Linked DNA regions of Mus musculus: region 2 is linked to region 1. Evidence: chromatin contacts called from public promoter capture Hi-C data. All regions are on one chromosome and are shown on one strand. Each heading gives the region's core, a stretch centred on a gene start, on an enhancer-like site or on the middle of the called end of the contact. The rest is flanking DNA. Distances are from core to core; before and after follow the strand shown.

What was found. Promoter capture Hi-C pulls out the DNA fragments that hold promoters and counts their contacts.
Region 2: a promoter capture Hi-C map of pre-B cells shows a contact between it and region 1. The contact joins the promoter of Emc2 here to the promoter of Ebag9 in region 1. A contact is called at or near these places in 1 of 39 promoter capture datasets (pre-B cells), 3 of 484 Hi-C or Micro-C datasets (CD4 T cells, muscle stem cells and regulatory T cells) and 1 of 115 datasets of contacts at active chromatin or transcription factors (extraembryonic endoderm stem cells).

The regions. Positions count from the first base shown.
Region 1 is chr15:44,615,005-44,620,993 of GRCm38.p6, reverse strand. It overlaps Ebag9 (estrogen receptor-binding fragment-associated gene 9), which reads right to left and starts at 1,554. Exons shown (of 7, transcript NM_001357691.1): 1 at 1,087-1,554.
Region 2 is chr15:43,474,982-43,480,904 of GRCm38.p6, reverse strand. Emc2 (ER membrane protein complex subunit 2) reads right to left here and starts at 3,676. Exons shown (of 11, transcript NM_025736.2): 1 at 3,580-3,676. The coding sequence starts at 3,619. It overlaps Gm10373 (predicted gene 10373), which reads left to right and starts at 3,869. Exons shown (of 3, transcript NR_046064.1): 1 at 3,869-3,937.

The sequences.
Region 1 (5,989 bases), core at 305-2,804:
CAGGACCCCACCAGTGTGGTTTAGTTTGTTATCTCTACATCTTAGCCAATGACAGCATTTAGGTGGTCCAATATTTCTTGAATTAAAAATTAAAAACTTAACATTCCTTGGGCCCTTAACATGTTCAGAATTTAGTTCAATAGTTTCACCATTCCTATATAATGGATAAGGCCTATAAATGGTCTGAGTAATTTAAACAGGTTAAATCAGCAGTGGCTGGAGGAGGGGAATCCTAAGGCCCTGATTCTGTTTCAAACGATTTCAATTTTATACATATCACTACAGTCTGATTTCTAAAACACCTATAGATTCTCAATTAGGAAAACACTTACTTGGAGCTACTTTGCAATTTGGGTGTTTTAAAATGCTTTCTAGAACTGGACAATATTGAAATAACCTACCAAAATACTCAAATTTTAAAAACGAAAATGACTAAGAAAATGCAGAAACTTTATGCCAGAGAAATAATTTTGAAGAAATGGCATTTCCAATTAAACAATAGGAAGAAGAGCTCTGTTGTGACAACTAAGAAAGATTTCCCTATAAGGGAGGAAGGCATAAAGAAAAAGAATCCTGCATGACGTGGTCAATCTGTCCTTGTGCTCAATTTCTTCAGATCCTGGAGTATACATCAATTAAACTATAATTCATTAAGCCAAGCCAGGTGATACTCATTAAACGAGTCATCAAATGCTGTCCTAATCCTGCATTTCTAAGTCTATACAATTACTTGAAAGTCCCACGACCTACGAAAGCACAGAATATACTCAAATTAGGTCTGTGACTCGCTAAAGTTAAATATCATAAAGCTCCCAAATAAAAATCTACCTGAACTCAAACATGACAAGGAAGGGTCAACACCGGAGGCATGTAAGCAAAAGCAGAAGTGCAGTTTTGGAAAGCTGGTGGTAAAAACCGAACATTCTGTACCATCAGGCCTTCGAATTTGACACCCCGGGGACTGTTAGTTAACCAAGGTGGGTTAAGATCTTCTGAATGACTCAACGGTGAGTCTCATAACTAAAATAATTTTCACTTTCAGATTACCCACCTAGAACTTGCTGGCGGAAAAAAAAAAAATCATACCCACTGCACAGATGAGCAAAACAACACACACGCGAGCTTTCTGGTTACGCAATCCCACGCCCGGTGGCGGGCGGCATGTGAGGCGTTCTAAACTGCTGAAGGTGGGAGCCGGGTGGGATGGGGTTTGGATGTTGGGCAGATCGGCCCCGAGAGGTGCGAGGCCCGTAGAGGAGGGCAGGAAGGCGGCACATTGCCCTTGGGAAAGACTGAACGTGGGGTTTTTCCGGGTCGGCAGCTCCCAGGCGGGACGCCCGTGCGGGACCGCAGCATAGCGAGGGGACAGGGACGAGCCGGTTCCAAGCCACGCTCGGCTCTCCCCACAGGTCACCCTGACCCGGAAACAGTACCCCAGAGTGGTGGCTCGGCGAGTGGGAGGTCGAGGTAGAGGGCCGAAGAGAAAGGCGGGAGGGCAGGAAGTACGGGGCGACCCAGAGGGTGACCGGGAAGCGCGGCCACCAGCCGCAGGCCGGACCGGGTCAGGAGGCGGGTGGGTAGAGAAAAAGCCCCTCGCGGGCGCGCGCAGGCCGCACACACTCACCTGCCCCTCCCCCTCCCCGCCCGCCCGGCGGAGGCTCCGAGCTGCCGCGGGCCACGCGCGCTCACGAGGCGCGCGCGCGCACAGCCGCTGTCTGCCTCGAGCTCGCGCTCCGCCAGCTCAGTCCCAGCTCCGCTCATTCAAAGCCGGGCGCGCGCTCCGTCGCAGCCGCCGTGGCCGCCGCGCAGCCGCCATGGCCGCCCCTTCTCCAAAAACCCGCCCGGACCCCGCCCTAGCTCCGCCCTGGCCCCGCCCGTTTCCCCGCCCAGACCCTGTCTCCAGGCTCTGGCTTCCGCACTCTGCCTCTCGTACTTCTGGCCCAATAGAGGATAGATACGTCATTGACGTGCAAGTCGCAAGCCAATGAGTGCATAGGGGCGTGGTTAGTCGGGACAGTGCAACTGCTTTGGCCTTTTGTTAATAGTAGTGTGTTGGGTTTTTTTTTGTCCTGGAGCAACTGGGCTCCTGCCAAGTTGTTTTCCTTTCCTCCTTTGTAGATTAGTGTCTCGCCTGTGACCAAGTCTCCTGTTCCATCCTTAAACCTGTCTGCTAGATGGGGCCAAGGCGAAACTGCATCTAGATTGTGAAACATTGGCGAAGCCTCTCTGTCTCAAAATGATTTGGGTGTGACTAGGACAGACCCCAATTACTGCTGGACCTGAGACGTTTACACGTCTCTTTCAGAATTTATCTGGCTCTGTTTAAATCTTAGTCCAGTTTTTAACTGAAAGTAAGGCGGGTGATTCTTCTAGGTCCCTCCTTATATCCTGCATCAGGGGCTAGCCTTTTTACCCAGCTCTTGTCTTTTTGGGGTTCTCTCTTGCAATCGGATATTTTTCTGCTGTTTGATTGACTTTTGGTTTTTATTTTTTATTGTACATGTTACTTTGTTCCATAAAAATGCTTTCATTTAAGGAAACATTGTAACTTGAACAGATACAACCTCCTACCCCCTTTTTTTCCTCCCACCGCTGATAGATCCTTGTTCTTCTAGACAGTTTCACTTCTACGTTTATACATACATATGTATGTATGTATGTACACAAGCATATTCTTTTCATGTTTTCTTTTCTTTTTCTATCTTGTGTGCTTGTAAAAATCCGAGTTTATTGTTCTGTTGGACTAAGAATTCTTAAGAAGCTACTATTAGGAAGTGGCTGGCAAGGGAGTGTGTGTGTGTGTGTGTGTGTGTACATATATTTGTGTTTATGATATATCGAAAAGTTGAAAGCAGTTTTTTCAAATTCTTCCTCAACTAGCCTTTCCTTCCTATTCCTTTTTAAAGATTCAGCTGCCTTTGTTCTCTCACCATGATTCGTCTATCCATGTAACCTGAAATATTCTACCCCCCACCCTCTTCACTGCAATCTGCTCCATATTTTTATTACTATTTATTGTGCTTTATTTTCTTTGAGAAAGGTTCTTGCAATCCTGAAACTTAAGCCCCTCCTGCCTCAGCTTCTACAGCATTCTGAGATTACTGGTGTGTACCACTAATCCAAGACAGCAGTTTAGTATGCTTACCCTAACAATGAGGAAAAAGTAAATTTAGGATTCTTTCTCTGGTTCTAGGTAAACATGAATTAATTTAATCTGGTCTCCTCTTAAGTGCATTTAATACTTGCAATGCTTTCAGTGCAGTCAGGCACATATCAAGCAATCATAGATAATAGCCACTCAACTATCATAAAGCTGCAACATTTTTAGTAACTACACAGCCACACATCAAATAAATAAATGAATAAATAAATCACCTGAGGTCCCTGAAACAGGTATTCTATCTATAATCCAATCTAGTATTATCCAAATTCCAATAATCTATAATTTCTGCCATTTTTTGATTTCCCGAAATCCTAATAGGAGCATGTTTTTTTAATGTGATGACTTACATCTTCGTTTTAAATTACTTATTATGCCCCATGATAATCTTCTTTTTTATGATTTTTTTTTTTTAATAATTCACCATTTCCAAATTGAAAAACCAAAGGAGGCACATGTTTCTACAGAAATCCTGGTGGCTGGGTACTTGTTTCACAACAGAGAACAAAAGGAAAGCAACCATACTGGCTAGTTTTATATCAAAATGTTACAGGCTAGAGTCACCAGAAAAGAAGCCTCAATTTCATTGAGAAAAATGCCCCTATAAGAGAGGGCTGTAGTAAGCTTGTGAGGCATTCTGTTAGTGACTGATGTGGGAAGGCTCACCCACTTGTGGGTGGGGCTACTTCTGGGCTGGTGGTTCTAGCTTCTATAAGGAAGCAGGCTGAGCAAGCCACATGAAGTTTGCCAGTCAGCAGCATTGCTACACGGCCTCTGCATCAGCTCCTGCCTCTAGGTTCCTTCCCTGACTGAGTTCCTCTCCTGACTTCCTTCAGTGATGGACGATGGATATAAAAGTATAAGCCAGATAAACCCTCTCCTCCTGAACATGCTTTGGTCATATTTCATCACAGCAATGAGAATCCTAAAATGACAACAAAATTGCATATTGCAATCCAAATTCATTTGTAAAATACCTGCAAGAGAAGACTTTAAATCTTGTTGGTGATCTTACATGCCGACACTTCAGGACCCCTCATTGGAGACAGCTTATTGAAATGTGTAACTTTAAGTCTTGCCCATTACCCAAATCTTGTGTGGGGGCTGAAGGGAATGACCAGATGTAAAGTGGGAAGAACAAAAAGATCTTAAAATTCACAGGCCATTAAAATTACCACTAGAAAACACTCATAGACCATAATCATTACTGCCAGTAAATGACTTTTTCTGGATTGCCTTTCTCCATGGGGTCTAGCTCATTCTGCCTGCTCTGTGCATAAAATGTTTGCATTTTAAACATAAAAACATTTTAAAGTTTCTGATCTGCGTTCTTTTGATTTTACTCAGGCTCCATTGTTTAAGTTCTTCAGCTGTAGTTGAACCTGGTTCACTGACCCTGTTCAAAGGTTGGAAGAGTCCTGTACCCCACACCAATATCTGAATTTTCACCAAAGGGTGCTTTTATTTTTTATTTTATTTTTTTTTTTGTCACATGGATAAAACTTGGACGTTAATAGATTTTTATTAATGAGCGGCTGTTCGTCGTTGAATACAGATTATGAATTCACATTTATTTCCTGATGAAGTGAGACAAAGGCTTGCAGCTCATAACACAGAGTGACAGTCTGAGCAGGCATATTTGAAATCACAGATTTTTTTTTTGATAATTTTAGTAGATTGTCTTATTGGTCTGTCTACTAGAGAATTTTATTTGATTTTAAAATAATAAATGTCAATATTCTGGGAATTTAAACATTTTTGACCACTGATGTACTTATGAGTACACTGTAGCTGTACAGTTGTTTGTGAGCCACCATGTGGTTGCTGGGATTTGAACTCAAGATATATATATGCAGGTTTGTTGGGAAGCTGCTCTTGGAAGGGTGAGTTCATTGCCCTCAAGGAAGAAGAAAGAAGATCAGGGAAGTCCCCATGGAAACAGAGGGAAAAGAGGAAGAGAGAAAACATGTGCACAGAGAGAAGAAAGGGAGTCGGGGAGAGAAAAGGAGAAACCAAAATGTCTGGGTTGTATAGCAAAGAGCCTCTGTAGGAAGAACAGCCCAACTAATGACCTGAAAAGTTCAGAGTTGGGGGCATGGTATGTCATGTAGGGACTGAGGAATGCTGGGAGAACCTGAAGGGCTGTTCTGTTTTGATATGTAAAATATGCCACTTAGCTCTTTGTTCTGGGATCTAAAACCTAACAACTAATGTTTAGGGTTAATAGTTTAATAAACAAACTGAACAGTTTAAAGCATCTTTTTTTTTAAAGATTTATTTGTTTATTTTATGTGTATGAGTACACTGTAGCTGTACAGTTGTTTGTGAGCCACCATGTGGTTGCTGGGATTTGAACTCAAGACCTTTGGAAGAGCAGTCAGTGCTCTCTTAACCGCTGAGCCATCTCTCCAGCCCAGTTTAAAGAATCTTAAAAAAACAAAACAAAACAAAACTTCTTGTGTATGTTCTTTGGTTGGTGGTTCAGAATCTAGGCCTTCCCGTTCATATGTAGCTTGGCCTCCATGTGCATCCTGAACAACTAGAACTAGGACTGTCACAAAAGCTTTTATCTGTATTATCTTTATTTGTATGTTCTATTAGCTGGTCTGCCTTGTCTTGCCTCAGTGGGAAAGGCCATGCCTGACCTTACTGAGATGGGAAGTGCTAGAGTTGAGGGCATACCTAGGGGTTCCCTCACCTGCTCAGAGGAGAAAGGGATGGGGGATAGGGGATGGGGGATGGGGGATGATTGTTGGAGGGGGGTGTGACCAGGAGAGAGGCAGTGAGTGGGATGTAAAGTGAATAAGTAAAAATTTAAATTAAATTAAA
Region 2 (5,923 bases), core at 2,427-4,926, 1.1 Mb after region 1:
ACTTGGCAGCAAATGGATGCAGAGAACCCATCAAAAGAACAGTGTGAAAAAAATGAAGTAAACCTAGAAATCGCTATTCAGAAACAAAAACAAGGGGCAGGGGGGAAAGACAATTCACCTGATACAGTGCTTACTGCAGAAGGATAGATAAAGACCTTAGTTCCAATCCCTAGAACCACTGCAAAAACCTGGACATGGAGACACTCTCCCTTAGTTTTAAGAACACAGAGAAGTGGATCCTGGAGACCCACGGGCCAATCAGTCCAGCCAATGAGTGAGTTCAAGATATAGTGGGAAAAACTGTTTTGTAAAATTAGGTAGAAATCAATAGACAAACACCTGGCAGGAACTTACGACATCTACATACATACACACACATACATACAAAAAGATAAAAAAAAATCAAAATCTTACAAAGAGGGAGTTATTTGTAATGGTAAGCATAACAGATATATAAAATATAAACATTTGAACTGGCACAAGGTTTTCCTAGCACCTTAAAGAAAAAGTAAGATACAGAAACCAAACTGTTGATACTTATACAATGCAGTGCCTATACCTCAATCTCAGAGAAAATCACAAAAATGTGGCCGAAAAGTTGAGAGTCAGCAAACCATAATGTCAGCTATGAGACTATGTCTTCTAGATATGAGAGGGAAACTGCATCCATGAACTGTCAAAATTGTGGCTTCTTAAGGTATGAAGTAAAAAGGGAGGAATACAAACAAAATTTTCTACAGTATTTTAAAAACTCATTTCACATCTATTATGCTAGGCTCTGCACAAGGCACCCTATCCAGCCATGCCTAAATATATATTCTCAAGAAACTTGACTACTTTCCTTACAAGTCTAAATTCTAAATATTCTACTTAACAAATGTTTTCAACTGGCTTACGAAATGAACATTTTATTTGTTTATATCATCTATTTGAGACTTAAAAGAGTGTTAAACTTACTAAAGTCTTTTATATGCATTCCTATTACAAAAATTACAGGGTCTGGAGAGATGCTCAGTGGTTAAGAGCTCTTGTTGGGTAAGAGTCCATGTTTTGCAACCATAAGATCCTGAGTTGAATCCCTTGCAAAACATAAAGAGCCCTGCTTGGCTCTAACCCCAGCACTAGGAAAGAGGTCAGGGGAGGAGATATTGCTCACTGGCGTTTGCAGTCTTCTAGCCTGGCTTCAGGTTTAGTGATAAACCCCGCCTCAAATAAAGAGTGTACAGCAAGATATATAACTCCCTCTCCTGGCATCTTTGTGCCTATGCACACCCACACTCTCATGTATGACATGTAACAAACACCACACAAAGAGACATATATATGCACACACACAGACACCCCACACATACACACTCTATTGTGTTCTTTGGATCCATTTCTGATGCTAATGGAGGTCCTAAGGATACAGCTGACTCTGTCCTCCATATCCAAACAAAACTCCATCTGAGTGTCATCTCATCAACCATCCATATTCTCATAAAACAGGTTTTCAGGAAAATTAAGCCTTCATTTTACAAAATAAGGAAACTGTGTTCTAGTCACTGGGGTGCCCAGGTTCACATAAGATAGTGGCCAGAAAGCTAGAAAAAGCATGGACAACTTATTAGTGTTGGTTGTAAACACTTTGAATAATTCAGTCAATTAGTAAATAGTTTCTTCGCTGTGCCAAGCACTAGTTACATAAAAGTGAGCAAAGTAGGCCTAGTTTCTTTCATTCTAACAGAGAAAAAAATTTGAGGTAAAACAAGCAAGCAAGTGCTTCAATAGAAAGAAAGCACATAGTCCAGGAGGTTTTGTTCCATTCAGTTGCTTGAGATTTTCATTTTCGTGTTTTTTCCTCTTTACTTCTCTTGTAAATATGGTGGCAGGGGTGAGAAGATGCGTGCTTAAGGGTACTGCAACCTGTAACTTTTGAGCACGATTCTGAGAGACTAACATTTAAGAGTGAGGCTATGAGGGGAGAACTCTGTTGATGGAAAGAATCACTTGTGCCAACCACGAAGACAAGTATATGCCAATTTAGGCAATCTAGGAAAGACAAGCTGAGCCAGCTCAGAGTTGGGACAGGCAGTGGCTCCAGCTAGATGCCATCTAGAGCCAGATCATTCAGCAGAATGACATAATAATCCCAGCACTTGGGAGGCAGAGGCAGGTGGATTTCTGAGTTCAAGGCCAGCCTGGACTACAGAGTGGCAGCCAGGGCTATACAGAGAAACTCTGTCTCGAAAAACAAAAACCAAACAAACAAAAAAAACTATCAACCAACAACAAAATCTTTTCTCTCAGGTTAGAAGCTAACTGACCACTTTAAAAATAATTTCTTCTTTCATTGCTCAACAAATTACACAGCAGTCACTATTCCAAATCTAGTTATATCGCTATACCTTAGAATGCCCACAGGACAGCATGAAGCTACGCAGAATCATTTTGCTTGCCAACAGTAACATAATCTTTGTCCTTGATTTGTACACATTAACAGATTTTAAAAGCTATCCTTCACATACCTTAAAAATATCACTTTTCAACAATCTTAAGGTATTTATAACATGTTTAAAAGCATTGAAAGGAACACCTACTAACCTATCTACTTTACAGTGGAAGGGTATGTGTTGACATGAACCTTTTAAAAATGAATTGACAGGTCTGTTGTTCCATTAAACTGTAAACTCTTTGAACATTTGTCTTATATGACATAAAGAACTAGGACTTACATTTTTTATTCAATATAAAATCTTTTCCTTCTTATACTATTTGAGATTTATTTGCATTCAAACAATTCATGTAAATTTCACTCTACATGTTAAAGATCCCACAAAAGTATTCAATGGGCAAACTAGCTACTGAAGTACACTGTACTGTGCCAACTGCTGGGAATATGGACAGAAATCTCATGCTTTTAAAAACACCCATTTATTTTCTTAAGCATGACTCCCACCAACGTTTTTTGAAAGAGATAACAGCTCATACAGAACTGATCCAAGATTTAAATATTTTATTTAAAGATTCTCCACTCTTGGTCAATCAGACAGGATAAGACTATCACATGTGAACACATACCTCCAATTTAACCAGTTACAATCTCCTTCAGAAAATGAATTAGTTGGCAGAAAGTAAGTAGGAAGCTACATTGTGTGTGCTTTAAATAGGACTGGCCAAGGAAGTTAAAAGGGGAGACTTTCTAAACCCATGGAAAGTGCATGTTGAAGAAACAGATCCCATTGGACTATCTCTTCGCTTCAACACATTGATCCCGCCTCCTCGCCTCCCAGAAACCACATGCTGTGTGACAGCCGCAGCTCCGCGTCCCTCCTGCCTCCTAAACAGTAGATGACAAAACCGGTGCGCAGAGAGGCAGGTGGATCGGTGTACGGGCCAGCAATCGCGACACTGGTACGCCGCAGATTGTGGCCGGGCCCAGGAAGGAACCAGCCCCAGTGTCCACTCGGTTCGGGCAGTTCAGGGAGAGCTGCCCGACGGAGGACACAACCGGGTACGAATCTCTCCGGGGATTCTGGGTAATTCTAAACCATTTCCCAGGGCTTTGGGTCTTCCTGCACCCTCCCCGCCCAAAATTACCTTCCCAAGTCACATCGTAACGCTCAGTGACCTTCGCCATCTTCCTAGAACCCGGAGTCGGCGAGGAGAGAGGGCGGGGAGACGCAGCACTTCACCCGCGACCGGGAAGTGGCAAATGACGAAGCCAGTTTTTATTGGTCGATAGCGGGGAGTGGGCGGAATCTTCCTCTCATTTGTAAACCACTCAAGAGGAGAGAGGGCGGAGCCAGAGAGGTCTGAGTGGCCAGACTAGTGGGAAGAAGCCGGAGAGGCGGGGCCGGAGGGCGGGGCGAGGCGGGGCGGGGCCAGCGGGGAGCTGAGGGAGCTGCTGAGGAAGGAGTCTGTGACAGACAGCTGAGGCTGAGGTACTTGGGCTGAGGTAACTTTCTACTTTTACTGCAACTTTAGATAACTATCTACTTTTCCTGCGATTTTATCAAATGTAATGTCTTTAGTGTCTGCCGCTCCAGGTTTTTTTATTTTCCTTTAGCTAGACTCATTCAATTCTTTCACAGTCCTCAATGATACCTCAGCCTTAATGAAGTATCATTGACAAAAGAATATATATATATATATGTATATATATATGTATATATATATATATATACATATATATATATATATATGGTGTATAGGGTAATGATTTGAGATTATTACTACAATTAATTAACTTATCTATCTCTTCTAATAGTTACCATGTTGGAAGGTAATAGCTTTTACCAAAATATCAAATATATGATGTGATACTATTGTTGACTAAAATCTCCATATAAACAAAAAAGTTTCTCCTCAGACTAAGCAGACTTAAAAAAATATTTCATTCAAAACAATATTAAATGCTTCAGTCAAATTCATACCAATGCTCTGATAAAACGGAGCAGTGTAAATATTATCCCATACTGTTTCTTTCTCTTTTTTGCTTTTCCTCCATCCTTCTCTATTTATCTATATCTATCTATCTCTATGTCTACCTCTATCTCTCCTTTTCCTCTTTCTCTTTTCTTATACCCATTCCTCTTACTTTTCCATTTCTGAAAGCTCAAATGCAGACCTACTTTAAACTTACCTCTTCATTTTAGTCTATCATTAACCAAATGTCCCACACGCCCCCCCCCATTTTTGCTTTTACTCAATTATTTAAAATCCTATGTGGGCCAATCTCCTCTACTTCCAGTATAACAGCCCAATACTTATTGCTAGTCACACTGCAGTTGTGACCCTTTTGCCTCCCTTCCACCCATACTATCAGTATACACAGTGCCATTGACTCACCACTTCAAGAACTAATATTTAAAAAGCATCCATTTTATACTCATTTTGTATTCAGTTATTATCTACTGTTATGAAAAATGGGTTAGTTACTGAATAGTTGCAAACAGGAAATATTCAAACTCAACCCTCAGCAGCAGTCAAAAGATAGAGCCTGGTACCTGGAACACCAATCTAACATAGCACTGCACCACAGCTGACCTCCAGTCTTAAGCAACAATTTGACCCCCTAATAGTCATATCCCAGGAGATAAACCTAAGAAGCATGAAAATTTAAGACAACTTGATACCGCCAAAAATTACCAACCTCATTCAAATGGCCTCCAGCAAAAATGATTAACATAGAAGTTCATATACAGAATTTTAAAAATCATTTTAAATATGGCACAACAACTCACAATGGACTCAAGAATTATCACAGAGAATACAGACAGCAAAATGAAATAAGGAAGTTCATGTATGTTGTTGAAATAATTTAATAAGGAGATAAAATACTGGAAAAAATAAAACCAGAATGATAATGGAAGTAAAAAAAAAAATAGGTCGGACTCCAAAAAAACAAATAACCCCATTAAAAAATGGGGCTCAGAGCTAAACAAAGAATTCTTACCTGAGGAATACCGAATGGCTGAGAAGCACCTGAAAAAAATGTTCAGCATCCTTAGTCATCAGGGAAAAGCAAATCAAAACAACCCTGAGATTCCACCTCACACCAGTCAGAATGGCTAAGATCAAAAATTCAAGTGACAGCAGATGCTGGCAAGAATGTGAAGAAAGAGGAACATTCCTCCATTGTTGGTGGGATTGCAAGCTTGTACAACCACTCTGGAAATCAGTCTGGCGGTTCCTCAGAAAATTGGACATAGTACTACTGGAGGATCCCGCAATACCTCTCCTGGGCATATATCCAAAGGATGTTCCAACTGATAAGAAGGACACATGCTCCACTGTGTTCATAGCAGCCTTATTTATAATAGCCAGAAGCTGGAAAGAACCCAGATATCCCTCAACAGAGGAATGGATACAGAAAATGTGGTACATTTACACAATGGAGTACTACTCAGCTATTAAAAAGAATGAATTTATGAAATTCCTA